Linked DNA regions of Mus musculus: all the other regions are linked to region 1. The links are chromatin contacts, called in public Hi-C and HiChIP or PLAC-seq maps. All regions are on one chromosome and are shown on one strand. Each heading gives the region's core, a stretch centred on a gene start, on an enhancer-like site or on the middle of the called end of the contact. The rest is flanking DNA. Distances are from core to core; before and after follow the strand shown. Region 1 holds the start of 4930452A19Rik (RIKEN cDNA 4930452A19 gene). Region 2 overlaps Pacrg (PARK2 co-regulated). Region 3 has its middle 35 kb from the start of 1700010I14Rik. Region 4 has its middle 23 kb from the start of Gm39565. Region 5 has its middle 21 kb from the start of Gm39565.

What was found. Hi-C and Micro-C count contacts between places; a contact is called where the count stands out from the background. HiChIP or PLAC-seq counts read pairs in DNA pulled down with a chosen protein or histone mark.
Region 2: a contact with region 1 is called in an H3K4me3 HiChIP or PLAC-seq map of embryonic basal ganglia, with 5 times the contacts expected there. The contact joins the enhancer-like site here to the promoter of 4930452A19Rik in region 1. A contact is called at or near these places in 12 of 484 Hi-C or Micro-C datasets (the AML12 cell line, the C2C12 cell line, the N1E-115 cell line and 8 more), 7 of 115 datasets of contacts at active chromatin or transcription factors (astrocytes, craniofacial prominence, embryonic basal ganglia and 4 more) and 2 of 9 other capture datasets (embryonic stem cells and embryonic trunk).
Region 3: a contact with region 1 is called in an H3K27ac HiChIP or PLAC-seq map of stem cell-derived neural progenitor cells. The contact joins the enhancer-like site here to the promoter of 4930452A19Rik in region 1. A contact is called at or near these places in 1 of 39 promoter capture datasets (hippocampal neurons), 8 of 484 Hi-C or Micro-C datasets (cerebellar granule neurons, cortical neurons, embryonic stem cells and 3 more) and 9 of 115 datasets of contacts at active chromatin or transcription factors (embryonic basal ganglia, embryonic forebrain, embryonic hindbrain and 6 more).
Region 4: a contact with region 1 is called in an H3K4me3 HiChIP or PLAC-seq map of bone marrow-derived macrophages, with 4 times the contacts expected there. The contact joins the enhancer-like site here to the promoter of 4930452A19Rik in region 1. A contact is called at or near these places in 5 of 484 Hi-C or Micro-C datasets (Th1 cells, cerebellum, forebrain and 2 more) and 4 of 115 datasets of contacts at active chromatin or transcription factors (bone marrow-derived macrophages, cardiomyocytes, kidney and 1 more).
Region 5: a Hi-C map of bone marrow-derived macrophages shows a contact between it and region 1, with 17 read pairs. The contact joins the enhancer-like site here to the promoter of 4930452A19Rik in region 1. A contact is called at or near these places in 1 of 484 Hi-C or Micro-C datasets (bone marrow-derived macrophages) and 4 of 115 datasets of contacts at active chromatin or transcription factors (bone marrow-derived macrophages, embryonic midbrain, microglia and 1 more).

What each region holds. Positions count from the first base shown.
Region 1 is chr17:9,774,420-9,777,311 of GRCm38.p6, reverse strand. 4930452A19Rik (RIKEN cDNA 4930452A19 gene) reads left to right here and starts at 1,446. Exons shown (of 4, transcript NR_045433.1): 1 at 1,446-1,469; 2 at 2,226-2,433.
Region 2 is chr17:10,743,904-10,746,795 of GRCm38.p6, reverse strand. All of the region lies in intron 2 of Pacrg (PARK2 co-regulated), which reads left to right. Among named protein-coding and RNA genes, the nearest start is that of Gm16169, 62 kb to the left of the region's middle. Within about 2 kb of position 1,540, at least 82 of the 459 cell types and tissues checked have an H3K27ac peak or open chromatin away from gene starts, as enhancers often do. A contact at or near this core is called in astrocytes, cerebral cortex, cortical neurons and 4 more, where this site is marked.
Region 3 is chr17:9,022,384-9,025,275 of GRCm38.p6, reverse strand. No RefSeq gene overlaps it. Among named protein-coding and RNA genes, the nearest start is that of 1700010I14Rik, 35 kb to the right of the region's middle. Within about 2 kb of position 1,480, at least 27 of the 459 cell types and tissues checked have an H3K27ac peak or open chromatin away from gene starts, as enhancers often do. A contact at or near this core is called in cortical neurons, neural progenitor cells, oligodendrocyte precursor cells and 2 more, where this site is marked.
Region 4 is chr17:10,393,545-10,396,436 of GRCm38.p6, reverse strand. No RefSeq gene overlaps it. Among named protein-coding and RNA genes, the nearest start is that of Gm39565, 23 kb to the right of the region's middle. Within about 2 kb of position 1,351, at least 56 of the 459 cell types and tissues checked have an H3K27ac peak or open chromatin away from gene starts, as enhancers often do. A contact at or near this core is called in bone marrow-derived macrophages, cerebellum, forebrain and 2 more, where this site is marked.
Region 5 is chr17:10,349,209-10,352,100 of GRCm38.p6, reverse strand. No RefSeq gene overlaps it. Among named protein-coding and RNA genes, the nearest start is that of Gm39565, 21 kb to the left of the region's middle. Within about 2 kb of position 1,395, at least 1 of the 459 cell types and tissues checked has an H3K27ac peak or open chromatin away from gene starts, as enhancers often do. A contact at or near this core is called in bone marrow-derived macrophages, where this site is marked.

The sequences.
Region 1 (2,892 bases), core at 197-2,696:
GCAGATGACATCAAGAAGGTGCCTGCAAAGCAGACTGGAACATGTGGTTCAGGGAATGCAGAGTGGACAGTCTGACTTTTCACCTAACAGCTCTGGCTTGGAAGGAATCAATAGTGATTCAAGTTGCTTTACCCAACTCTTGAGGAATGTAGGGGAGGCGTACTAGAAATGACATGTTTCTGATCTTTTGGAAGGTTTAAAGTAAGACTGTGTCCCCTGAGGGAGAAAATCCTGGGATTTCTGATGTCACCGTCTTTGTAGCGTTAGTGGCAATGGATGAGGAGACACAGCAGACACCTTTGGAACTGGTTTCTGCAGCCAGGTTACAGTAGAGCTGGCATTCTGGACATCCGAGCACACATGGTAGTATTCTCTCTTCGCAGAGATGAAAGCCCCTTTAAAGCTCTCCTCTCTCCTTCCCTTCTGAGGATAGGGCGGAGTTCTGATGGAGCTGCCTCTAAATGTTGGGATTGGATGCAGTTTTGCAAGTAGGACCCTAGTTCCTGTGGCAACTTCTTTACTCTTCTGTTGTCCGTTGGCTCATCCATCTCTTGTGCTGCCTCAAGCAGAGGTCTGGACTGTTTTGAAGCTTTGAAAGTGAAAGAGTACACTTTGCTCCTCAAAGGCTTCTGCTGTGTCTCACTTGCGGGTCCCGTCATTTTTTTTTTTTTTTTTTTTTTTTTTTTTTTTTATCCCTCATTTGCTTCAGTCTTTTCTCATCCAGCATGGACACCGAGCAGGGCCAAACTGGCTCTGTTCCCTTCTCATTCTTGCCCTTGCTTTCAAGCCTCTTTTACTTTTTATGCCAAAAAGAAAGAAAAGAGAAAAGAAGACCGTGTAGGAGGCTGGCATTGCCATGGCAACAACACTGATGGGGGCCTTTGGATTTGAGCTGCACTTGCAGGGAAGTACTGGCCTCAAAGAAGCTAAAAGGAAGAGGAAGCGGGGAGGGCAGGAGGGAGGGAAGAAGGGAGGGAGGGAGAAAGAGATGGAGGGAGGGAGGGAGAGAGGTAGGGAGGGAGGGAGGGAGGGAGAGAGAGAGAGAGAGAGAGAGAGAGAGAGAGAGAGAGAGAGAGAGAGAGGAAAAGAAAAGGAGAGAAAGTCAGACAACAACGGAGGAAGTGGGTAGCAAGTAAGGGTGGCCTAGCAAAACCCTAGATGCATTTGCGGTGACATCACTGCCTTTCCCACAGAGACCATTGACACCGGACGAAGCGTCCATTCAAGTCCCCAAAGCCACTCTCCAGGTCTGGTGGGGGAGCCCCCACTCTCACCCTGAATGCTTTTTTTGTTGGGGAACAGTGGAGCGTTTCTGAAAACTTGCATAAATGACTGAGGAATTCCCTGCCCTTGCCAGGAAGTCCAAGCCACTTGTGAGCTAACAATACGGAACTTTATCTCCTGTCCTATGCTGGAAGTTCCAGCTGTAGGCTCCGAATTCTAATAAGGGCTTTACTCATGCCGCTGAGGTTAGGGTAATATTTTATCCATCTCCTCTTTTCACTGAGACGCAGTCATTGCTGCTGTTGAGAGCCAGAGGCAAGTCCTGAGGACTGAGGTGGATTGGGGTACTAGTGGGGAGGGTGGATCATGGAGCAACTAAGAGGAAGGAAGTCAGAAAATGGTTTTTCTATTATTAGCTTGATGGGCCCACTTGCTGCTTGTGGGACTCTACACTGACAGGGTGAAGAGAAAAAGTTCACAGTGACTAAGGACCCCTGAACTAGAAATATTACTTTAGGACAGGGTCCACTTTTGGAAGAGTGCTCAGTTGTCTCCACATTCGCAAAAAGCGCAGAGGCAAAGACAGATGGCATGCCCAGCATTAGAATGCCTGCGCCTGCTCTGTTAGCTTCCGTCTCTGTGTCTGTAGGAAAATGCCTGTTTATTGTTTAGTGCTTTCCTGTTCCAGATTTGCCAATTCAGCTTTGAAAAGAAGGCTGGCTTTGGGCTAAGTAGGTGTTAAATCCCTGCCATGTAAGTTCTTAGAATATCCCCTGAAAGAGCCAGTAGGTTGGGTCAAGTATGTCCCCAGGGAAGCCCGGAAAGATGTTTTCTAGTAGCTGGATAAAGTGGTGACATTTTAAAGAATGCACAACATGGCAGGTGTTTATTGTCACAAACCCTGTTTCAGTTAATTTTCAAGGGACTCCCCAGGGATGTCTATTCCCAGCCCCTTTGAATATGGCTGCGTCCTGGTGCTCACACTTCTGCCTTTGTTAAAGTCTGACCTCAGGTCTTCCAGGAGCTTAGATCCTGCTGCACAGAACATGAAAGATGGACCCGTCAAGGAGAAGAGAGGAATCTTCTGGGGAGTATGGGGGAGCAGAGCATGTGACCCCTGTGCAGCTGCTTCCTCTTAGAGTTTTCACCCATGAATCACACATTCAACTTCCCGGAAGACGCAGGACGGCCCGACCTACAGAGCAGTATGTAAGAAGAGAAGTAACCAGATTCTACCTGCACTCTTGCCAACCCTAGAAGTTGCTAGGTTCAGGGCTAGGGTCTGCTGGGAAGGCTCAGGAAGACAGGATGGCATGGACAAGGCCATCTCCCCAGAAGCCCTTCTTTCCTGCTGTTTGGAACACTGGCCTCAGGGAAGGGATTGAGACTTGAACACCATTGGGGGCTGTGGCCTCTGAGATGCTACTTTCTCATGTTGTGGATAGTATGAATAAGGGGATCTGGTGCCCACCAGGGGCATGCCAGAGAGGAAAGAAAGAAACAGGAGCAATGGAGATGAGAGTAGGGTGTGTACCAATATGTCTCTCCCACCTTGAGAACCACTAAGAAAACCACCCAGAGGACAACAGATGGATAGAAAACTACATTTTAAGCAGGAACCTTGCCCCGTTGAGGAAGGAGAATAGAAAACACAAATTGTGCTCTGCG
Region 2 (2,892 bases), core at 291-2,790, 970 kb before region 1:
GACAAGTGATAGCTGTACTGTAATTTTTAGTTTTGAAATTATTAGGAATAGTGGCTGCAGAGATGACTCGGGGGTTAAGAGCCCTGGCTGTCCTTCCAGAGGACCCAGGTTCTATTCCCAGCACCCACATGGCACCTCACAACTGTCTATAACTTCAGTTCCTGGGGATCAGACACCCTTATATCAGGCATCATGCATGCATACATACAAACATATAGACAGGCAAAACACCAATGTACATGAAATAAAAAAAAAATTTTAAGAAAAAATATTAGGAATGGTGGCCTCTGTCAGCCTTCAGTTTAAACTAATGTCATGGGCATTCTTGTGCTTTTCAGAGTGATTTAAGTATGATAAGTCTGTTTGAAATCACATATTATTCTATGAAAACAATATAGTAGCTTTAAACAAGAAAATAGCCTACAAATAGGGTAAGAACCCCACTAGAGAGACCATCAGGGGATATTCCGAAGAAGTCCTCATGTTCGTGAAAATGCATCTTATGGTGAGAGATTTGTGAAAATGTCTACAACTTCCAGGTTAACAAGGTGACCTCAGCACATCAGCATACTGAGTCCCTTCTTAGGAGAGTGTGACCCTGGCTCTGTTGGACTTACCAGGTTCATAATGTACACCTGGTAGGAGACATGATTCAGCATGTCAGATCTCTTCAATGACATGCCTTTGGTTGTCACTTCTAGTGACCCCAAAATGTATACCATACTGTACCAGGAATGGTCACAGTTTTACTCAGACCTTCAAATGTGATTATACATGCATGCATGCACGCATGCACTCTCACACACACACATTCGCGTACCTACGAACAGGAGACCACAGTTGAAATTCCAGTAGTTGATTCCTTCAGGTAGTCTTAGAGGGCTCACTTTGTCAGGATGATGCAGATCCTAAACTTGTAAGGTGGTCAGAAAATGATTAGGGTCACATTACAGCCCTTGAGCCTTCCCGTGGTAAAAATGCCCACAAAGAATTCAAACAGATATTTTATTAGCGGTGTATAATGTCTCTGAAACAAAAAAACAACAAGCAACAAAACAGGAAACAAATGCATTGAAGAACTGAAAGTTAGTCAAGGGCAAGACCATTCTGATGTGGTTTAACTGGTTTAAACGATTAGTTGACTTAACTTCATGAATCTCGAAATCAATATATTTTAGTAAACTAGAGTCATCTTTAATTTTCTGTGCGGAGCACACAGCATTTTAAGCAACCCTTCATGTCTGACATTTTGGCATACTTCTACTGGTCCAAACCGTTTTCTCTCAAAGACTCCATACTGCCATGAAGGCATTCCTATTTTATGTCTCCATTTTTGGCTGAAAATCCTTGTGGCTGATCTCAGCCTGTTTCCCTAGGTCTTCCCTTAAGAGTTGAGGGGATTAGAGCGTGAGGAGAACAGGAAGAGAGGAGCTTGCCAGTAGGTGGCTCACTTTGAATGTGCTTGGGATGGGATCAGAAATGTCACCCCTCCTCCACTAAGCCTTTGCTTTCTATCCCTGCTGCTTGGAGCCTTTTTCTGTAATGCCTGAGTCATTTGCAGGGGGGTGAAGAGGGGAAGAAAGAGAAGAAAGCCAGCATGCACCAGCCTCCTCAGAGCGTAAGAATAGCATGGCCCCATCTCATTCTGAGTGGTCCCCAAGTGGAGCCTGAACCGAATTCTCTTCTCCACACACAATTGCTTGTTCTTTTGTTCCTTGTGTCCTTAGCAAAGACTGAAAGAACTAAGCCTGTAATACTTGGGCCCTCCTGTGTCACTTAAGGAATAATAGGCCATTGTCTTCATTAAGCCACCCTTGTTTTAGCAAATAGAATCCAGAGCCTGGAGGGAGAACATTTTGAAGGGGGCAGAATCAGAGGAGAGAGGCTTCACTGGATTCCCTAGAGAAACTGTTTTGTTTCTCCTGCTTTATTGCTCCTCACTGAGAAGATTCATATTCAAATGGGCTGAGTCTGTGAATAGTTGCTTGCACATTCTCATGCACCCAGGAAGGCTATGATTATGGCTAATTACAGCGCAGAATGAAACCCTAACAAGAGTGCTCAATCAGATTGTTGTTCATGCATGAAGTAAGTAAGGCTGGCCAATGGAGGTGTGATTCTGGTAATTACAAACATTGTGGCTATTTGAAAAATGCTTAGTAAATCTGTTCAGGACAAAATAAGTTCTAATTAATCACTTTAGACTCTGATTTCTCCAGACGATTCATGTGCACTTTAAAAAAAAGTTTAAGGTCCCCTCAATAAACCAAATCTAAATATAAAATATGCTCATTGTCCACACTTTGTTGGAGGAATGGAACTATGCCGCCTGCCCCATTCCTGTCTTTTCTGGCCATCATATCGAACTTGCCTTTTATGCAACTCGACAGACGGTTCTTTAAAAATAAATGTGTACATATTCTTGTTATTATCTGGCAAACCAAATGATTTATGAAAAATTACTGGAAAACATCAACTGTTAATTTAAACATCCAGATCGATTTAATAATTGTGCTGATGTGTCTAAGAATATTCAGTAGACTGTGGCCCTGGATTATAATACCCAAGGATGTTACAGGCTGAAGAAATGTTATCTTCTCCTAATCCATCACGAGGAACAGGACTGAGGCCGCAATAGCAACAAAGAAATGCCTAGCGAGAACTTTGTGACACAGGCATCCTTCAGAAATAAACTAGGTAGCACGCTCATCTGTGTAGTTCAGACAGTGCACTAGGAAACTTAACAAAGTCGTGTGAGAGCGTTCTCCTCAGAGTTCCTGTATTGCTTTCCTTCCTTCCTGTCATGTGAGGCTCCATCGAAGGCAGGGCAAGAGTGACCTTCCTAGGCTCCAAAGCTGCCTTGGAGAAGGCAAGAAATTCCAGTTTCCAGCG
Region 3 (2,892 bases), core at 231-2,730, 750 kb after region 1:
AGGACTCTCCTGTGACTCCAGGCTCAAAAGGAGACAGAGGATCATCTTAACAAAGCAACTAGCAGGAATAGCCAGATCCATGAGCTCTGGGTTTGACTGAGACACCCTGCCTCAAAGAATACAATGGAAGAACAATAAAAGATGATTCCCAATATCATCCTCCACACGTGCACACATATATGCAAATGTGCATTCATGCACACACATGCACACACACAGTGGAGGGGAAAATGTCCTCAAAAGTAGCCTTTGGCAGTTCTTTAACATAGAGACAATAGAAACTGCATGGTTTATTCTTCCACATAGAAGAACCTCTCTTGATGCATAGGGTAAGTCTTAGCTAGGGTTGTACTGCTGTGAACAGACACCATGACCAAGGCAACTCTTACATGGACAACATTTAACTGGGACTGGCTTACAGGTTCAGAGGTTCAGTCCATTATCATCAAGTTAGGAGTATGGCAGCATCCAGGCAGGCATTGTGCAGGAGGAGCTGAGAATTCTACATCTTCATTTGAAGGCTGCTAGCAGAATACTGGCTTCCAGGCAGCTAGGATGAAGGTCTTTAAGTCCATGCCTGTAGTGACACACCTACTCCAACGAGGCCATGCCTCCTGATAGTGCCACTCCCTGGACCAAGAATATACAAACCAACACAGGATATTTCAGGCCACACAGTCTCTCATAGGTGAGAAAATCACCAACTTAGAGAGGTCACGAGACCACTTGGGATCGATAAAATTCTGCCTGTAGTTATTTTTATTTTCTGATATTTTAGGAGGTCCTGTTATTGTTATTGTTTTTCATTAGCTTGCAGCCTTTTGAGGGAAGAGATGCTCTGAGGCTGAGAGCACATCCTGCTCTCCCATATAACCAAGATTGGTACCCAGCACCCAGGACCTGCAGGGCAGCTTACAACAGCCTGTAGCCCCAGCTCCAGGGGATCTATTGTCCTCTCCTGGCCTCTGTAGACACCCATGTATGCGCATATAAATAAAATGCAAAATTAAAACTGGTTTTCTAAAACATGTAAAAACCTGGTACTGTTTTGACATCTAGAGATCTCCAGGAAACCACAGGAGAGCTCACAGCCATGAATCATTGATTGTGCTGTGTGTATCTTTTATGTGCATAATTTCTCAGAGAGAGGATATTGGGGGGAGAGAGATGAAAAGACTCACAACAACACAAAGAACAACTGCTTAGTTGAGCTAGATTTTTTTTTTCCAGTGATCTCTTAGAGCCAGGTCCCACTACCAGAAGCTTGCTGGCTGAGGAGTTGGTTAAAAAGCTATGGCTCAGCCCTCGCCTTTGTTTACTCTTGGTGGAGTATTGCTGTTTCTCCTCAAACATCCTCTCCTTCTTACACAGGTGCTAAAGAAAAATGATCTCCCGCCAGGCCACAGCTTCTGCTTGGGGACAGGACTGGCTGGCAGGAAGACAGTCTGTGGAGCGGACCAGCTTCTCTGGGTCCCTGCCAGTAGGAAGAATAAGGCCCTGTGTTGTCCTCTTGCAGGTCCTTCCGCTGTCCACCCCACTCCTCCAGCAGTAGTGGCAGGTGTGAAAGACGGTTGGAACAGTGGGGCGGGGTCTGGAGTGGTCCAAGACAGACATTAATTAGGATGCAGCCTCTCGACCCAGCCACTGCAAACCTTCGTGTACAGATGCTCATGCATCCTGGATAAAATTATGATACCAGGATCTCAAAACGCTCATTTTATACACAGGCAAAATTGCCTGAGAAGTGACAGCTTGGCCTTCCTGTCTCTGTGCTAATGCTTCCTGGGGCGTCCGCCTGGCACTGGGAGGTGAATAAAAATGCAAATCCTACAGAAGGTCCCTGCATGCCTGCTCTCAGAGGACAAGGCCTGGCAGGAGTCCCTCATTCAGCGTGCACCAGCGCGGGGAAGTTCTCTGTGGGAAACCTCAAAAGGTCCTTGTCTGACTCCCACCCTAAGCAGACCTCTGGGGATCCTCAGTGGAACACTGAAAAATGCTTTAAAGTGGGCTGCCCTGACACCTTGTGGCTAATAGGGAGAATTCTGAATGGACACACCTAAGAGCATCTTTATCGTTTCCGATAACAGCGTCCAGACTTCAAATAGAATGTTCCAGAAATAAGAAGGCTGTGGCAGAGCCTTTCAATCTGGCCCCTCATCAACCACCTTCCTGGAGTCCCACAGAGAATTATTTGTAATTCAGTAACAATCTTCCTGGCTCATTTTGTTAATTTGATTTTTCTGAGTCTATTGACCACCTAGTTTCAAAGGTTTTAACAAGAAATTAAATATGCCCTAGATAAGAGAATTTTTTGTCATTAACACTCACCACTAGATACCAACCCTAAATACCAACAAGGATAAAATATTTTTCATTCATTCATTCACTCATTCATTCATTCTCTCTCATGCACACACTATGTATATACATAAGTACGTGTGCATCCCTGCACACACTCCCTACAGGTTGGCTCCAGCAGCAGCTTCCCTTTGCTTTCTGGCATCTTTCCCTCTCACCAAGATTTTGAGGTTTGCTCCTTGGTGTGGTTATGTGGCTCGACAACGTTATTATTGTGTAGCATCTCATTAGGGAAATAGAAAAATCTTAGTATCCAGTCACTATCCGAGGGACATGGAGTTGTGGGAAAGCAGTCAGGTAGAAGGAAGCCTTTCTTCTCCTGGCTCCACCCTTATGGAGATGCTATTGGCAATTGGTAGCTGCTGGGGTAGGGGAGGGAGAGTCATTCTGGGTAGGTGTGGCCTATGGTGGGTTTTCCGTGTTCAAGTAGAGATGCCCACACCCATTCACATAAGGGCAGCACTCACCTACTAAGTTACCAAACATATTAGGAGATGTTTTGGGAGTTACAGGGGGAAATGAGGGTAGATATGA
Region 4 (2,892 bases), core at 102-2,601, 620 kb before region 1:
CACAGGGTCTCAGGAGTTCCACTCTGGACAAGAAGTTAGTCAACAGACCCTCAAAATCCCTTAATTCCCTGACAGGCTGTGAGTCTGCACAGGACAGTCTCTGCTGCAAGAAATGGCTAGGCCATGAGTTGTAGTTAGTTTACCGTATGCTTGGCCAGAAGGTGACAAAGGATGTCATGCCCTCCCGCACTGTTCAAAGCATCCTGCATTCCTTCTCTGTGTGTCTTTGTATCTTTACTCTCTCTCTCTCGCTCTCTCTCACACACACACACACACACACACACACACATACACACACACACATACACACACACAAACACCCACATACACACACACATGCATACACACACACACAGACACACAAACACACATGCATACACACACATACACACACACACAAACACACACATACACACACACACACACACAAATGATACACAGCAGTCATGTGACAACTCAGAATGGATCAGGATAAGGTCATTAGCATACCCCTTGTCTCACTCATTTATCATTTCTTGGTGTCGGGTGTCACAATGACTTTGCCTCTCCCTACCACCCCAAAACTGACCTTGGCAGCCCTTGCTTCGTGAGGTTCAGACCAAGAGAACACTCTTTATTTTTTTTTTTTAATTTTATTTTTATAGTTATTTTATTTCATAAATATGCATACTTCATTTGCATGTATGCCTGTGTACATGTATGTGCCTGATGCCTGCAGAGGTCAGAAGAAGGCACTGAACCCACTGGGACTGGAATTATAGATCATTCTGAGTCACCATATAGGTGTTTGAACCTCAATTCTTTTCAAGAACATGTGCTCTTAACTAATAAGCCCCCAAGAGAGCTCTCTTGGTTCTGGGTTTCCCTGGATCCTTTCCCTGGGTCCTTTTCTCCTGTGGGCTTGGGGGACTCATCCTGAACTAGAATTTAGACACCATGCAGCCAGGAGACCTGGGTCAAGTGCCTTAAGCTCTGTTTCTCTCTTGTAAAATGAAGTATTGGGGTTATCGCTTCTGCAAGTCCCCTCCAAACGATAGAATTCTGTCATCAAACCCATGTTAGCAAGAGCCTGGAGAATAATGGTCATTTCTTTCCTGCTTCCCTCTGAGGGCCCTTAGAAGGTAGCAAACAGCCAGAATGGCCTTAATCTGGGGCACTCTTGAGGGAGTCCATCCCTTAGAGATGCACTGTCCCTCCCTACTTCCTTCGCCAAAGCTTTTCTCAGAGAGGAAGTGGGACTCTGCCCAAGGTTGTTTGCCGGGGCCTGGGAACTCACAGTCCCCAAGTGTGGCCAGGGTGAGGAGCAGTGTGTGCCAGCCCACAGCCCTCCTGGAGTCCCTGGGGCACCACTGCCAAGAGCTGCTTTTACCAGAACTGACAGGGGCCGGGCCGCCAGGGCTTTCCCACAGCCCCTCTCAGCTGGAAAGATGCTTGCCATGGCAGTCACACAGGGGCTTGCCTTTGTCTTCCCGGACCTTCTCGTCCATGAGACTTTTCTTCCTCTAATCCTTGCTGGCCTGATCTCCGCATCCCAGTACCCAGGCTCTGTCCCTGGCGACCTCTCAGCAGAAATCACACTGGGCCCTCTTACTCATCGCTTCCTTCTCCTTGTATTTCATATCCTCTCTCTCTCTCTCTCTCTCTCTCTCTCTCTCTCTCTCTCTCTCTCTCTCTCACACACACACACACACACACACACACACACACACACACACACACACACAAAACTGGCTTCAGGAAGACAGTTTCAAATTTGGGACTGGCCCTGTGACTGTCCATCATACTAAAGAAGTAGGGTTGAGTAACTGGAAGTGAGACAAGCAGACGAAGGCAACTTTCAGGCACAGGCATAGACCGTGTGACACAGACCTGGCACAAGGGGGTTCCAAAGAAGACCCCTTCCTGTGCTCATAACACAGTTCCACTTGGGAATCATGTTCCTGACGGAGTGGGCTTCAACACTGCATTTAGGCTAGCATGGGAGAGTGGAAGACAGAGGCCTCAGTTTCTTATGCACCCTGGAGGAGGGGGGAGACGTTGGCAACCAGGGCCAAGGCCCCTCCTCAGCCGCTGATTTCTCTGGCCATTTTTACTCCACGTACTCTCTTCTCTTTCTTTCCTTCTCTTTGGCATATACCAAAGATGCCCTGTAAAGTTCCTTATCTTACATCTCCACAGAAGATAGACCATCCATCCCATCAAGATGAGTGGCTGTCAAAGAAGGGACATGTCGGTGGGACTGGGCAGAACAAGTAGGCCTGAGAAGGACAAATGCCACTCTGAGGAAAACAGTATGGGATTTCTTTGATTCTCAGTCGCCACCAGGGCAGGCCCAGGAGCATAGGTGCTGGGCTATGTAGAGCCAGGTCGTGGACTGCTGTGCAGCCCTTTCTGGTTCTGTACTGATCACATGCAAACTGTCTGAGCTAAGATGGTCTCAGTACAAAGCTCTCCCCACTCTTAACCGCAGCCACTCAGAGCTCTGTCTCCTCCCACCAACCAAGGCCAGTTCACTAGAAAGACAGACTGTGCTGCCCGTCCCCCATCCCCACTGCAGACACATCTCAAAACAGCCTCACCCACCCAGTGGACAAGACTGTCCCAGAAGCCTGTGGGGATGACTGTGGGGCTCATCCTAGATGGACCCCAAAACTGTACTGAGCAGGAGAGAGCATGCAGCTCATTCCAACCACACTAGGTTCCAGGAGAGACAGAATCTATGTGGAGAAAGAAGATGCAGGAGGCCAGGGCGGTGGTTCTAACACATGGGAGGCAGAGGCAGCAGAATCAGGTGTTTGAGAACAACCTGGCTTCTGTAATGAGGCTCTGTCTAAAGAGATGAAATGAAGAAATGAAGGAAGAGAGGGGAAGAAGGGAGGAGAGAAGAAAGAA
Region 5 (2,892 bases), core at 146-2,645, 570 kb before region 1:
CTGTGGCAGCAGGTCCCTAGTGTGTCTGGGACTCCTGACTAAATCTGTCCTATGGGCCTCCAAGACCAAAATCACTCCTAATGTTGGGGAGATAACCTTAGTCTCTTTCCTCTATCAAGAGTCAGAAAAGCTATTTTCTAGAGAAGACAAGGAATTTTACTATTCTGACAGTGGGATGCAGGCTCCTGTATAGAACACATCTGATTAATTTCTAACAAGGTTGATATTGGAAGATTCAGCTCACCTCTCCAGGGGTCTAGATAACTTTTAAGAGTATAAGGAAGACATAGGGCTGGGAAGACGGCTTAGTGAGTAAAGGGCTTCCCATGCAATCATGGGGACCAGAGTTCAAATCCCAAGAACCCACATAAAGTCAGATGTTTAGGCACACATCTATAATCTCAGAGTGTCTATGGTGAGATGGGAGGTGGCGATAGAAGAATCCCTGGGAACTTACATGGACCAGATAGCCTGGTATATGTGGCACTGAACATCAGGTGGTCTCAAAGACGGTAGAAAGCAAAGACTGGCTCTCAACCGTGTCCTCTGACTTCCATCTGTGAACTGTGGCATGTGTGCACCAGAACAACACACATGCAAACACATACAGAGCATTAGAAAATAAAAAGAGTGCAAGGATGTCCTTAGACAAAAAAAAAAAAAAAAACAAACAAACAAACAAACAAACAAACAAAACACATGTTGAGAAGCCCTGCCTGATTATCCCATCTCCAAACTTCTGCCTGCCCAGCTCACTCCCTTCTATTTGCTGTCCAGCCTTGGAACCACCAAATTCTTTGGCTGCCTCTGTTCACAGATTTCCTGAGGACCATTTTCCTAGACTCTGGCTTGTATGACTTCTCCAGTTCCCTGAGGGACCATGCCTGTATCCTGGGTGATCAGTACCTTTGCTTGGGCTGGGATAGCCAAATTCTTTCTTTCTGAAACACACCCAGAAGGACAGACTAATGTCTCTGGAGCAGTGGGTCACGTAGAGTTGTGGAACATGGTAGAGTCTGGTGGCATATTCTGTTCCAACAGTCTCTGAGGAAGGTGTCTTGGCCTCTCATTAGTTCTCTGTGCTGTTTAAAATGGTTGGTTTGTATCCTATCATCACTTAAGGATGCTTGGGTTTTTGGTTTTGGTTTTGGTTGTTGTTTGTTTTGTTTGTTTGTTTTTTTTAACCACTTAACAAGTAGAAAAAAAAAAACACTTGGATTCCCCACTTTACCTGCTTATAATAATCTACTGACTTACCTTACCAATCCTGTTGACTGGTCAAGTTGCCTGCTCCTGCCCAAAGCTACTGAGAGTTGTCATCTCTGGTTATGACCAGCTGGCCACACATCCCACACTGGCCTCAACAGCCACATCTATGCTGTGGTAGTAGGCGGTTTCTTCTTCCTCTTCCTTGCTTACCACAAACCTACTGAAAGGGAGTCTTCTGCCTCCAATTTCCTGGGTGACATAGGATCCAGGAGGGCCAGGATCTGATGGATCTAGATTATTCCTCTGTTTCAAAGTCTCAGTGAGAGGACAGATAGCCCAAGGGACAGCCACAGACTTCTCCCTAGAAATGAGCAGTCACTTGTGCAGCTAAAGGGAATTTAATTAAAACAAAATTAACATCTGGGTTATAACAGCTCATAAATATAATACCAGAGCGGGGAGGGCAGAGGCAGGAAGATTGTCAGAAGTTTGAGGCCGGTCTGGCCTGCATGATAAATCCCAAGCCACCTTGGGCTGCAGAGTGAGATCCAGTATATTTATGAAAATGTAGGTAGGTAGGTAGGTAGGTAGGTAGGTAGGTAGGTAGGTAGATAGATAGATAGATAGATAGATAGATAGATAGATAGATAGATAGATAGATAGAGACAGACAGACAAACAGACAGACAGACAACACTCATTTGGATGTGACAGGAAGGACATGTGACTTCTGTGCTCATCCCTTAGTATCCCCTCTCTGTCACTTTCTATCAGGGAAGCATGACATGGTGGCTTCTAGAAGGATTAACTTTCCCAGAAATCTGTGAATGTGGCATTATCCAGGTGTCTTGGCAGATATAGCTAACTTCTGGGCATTGGCGTGCAATCATCCTTTCTACTCAAGTGGACACCCATCCAGTGCCGTATAAGACACAGGAGAGGAGGCAGCGGGAGGAGAAGAAAGCTACACAATAAAGGAGGCAGATATTGTGGTGACATGGTCATCAGACACTGGAGGAGGCTGGGTAGAATCTCAGTTCCCGGATGAAGGGGTACTGCTCTGCAGATGGCTTGATCTTAGGCTATCGCCCTTCAGAATGGCAAGAGATTCGTTCTCTTGTAAAGTACCGAGCTTGTGGCTATTTGTCACGGTATCCCTAGGAAAAGAAGCTACTTTCTCAGATGAGAGTGTGATGGTTGTAGAGATGCTCACAGGTTGACGACCCTCTGCTTCCGGAAGGTACCCCAGCATAGCACCATGCTCCTTGTTCCTTGATTGATTCCTGCACACCTATGTTGGTCTCTGTCGCCATTGCTTTCTCTGACCTTCTGGAGTTGCCTGGAGATGTCCACACTTTCTTGGCTGCTGTAGACACTAAAGACACTTGGCTATGATTTTTGGCATGACTTTTGTGGCCCAATGAAAGTATAGAGGAGCTATTCTTCTGACAGACAGTGTGGAGTCCAGAGTGCCCTGGTGTGCAGAACACAATGGCTTATATCACTCCCTCCTTTCTCCCTGGAGTTGGCTGTCCTGGCCTCTGTCAAAGAGTTGGTCATCACCCTTGGCTTGAATCATTCTGTCTTCAGCCCAATGCCCTTCCAGCATCCCCCGACAGACACCAGGGACCCAGCATCTTTCATCAGTGGGCTCCACTAACCTCTGCTGGCTTCCACTCTGCTA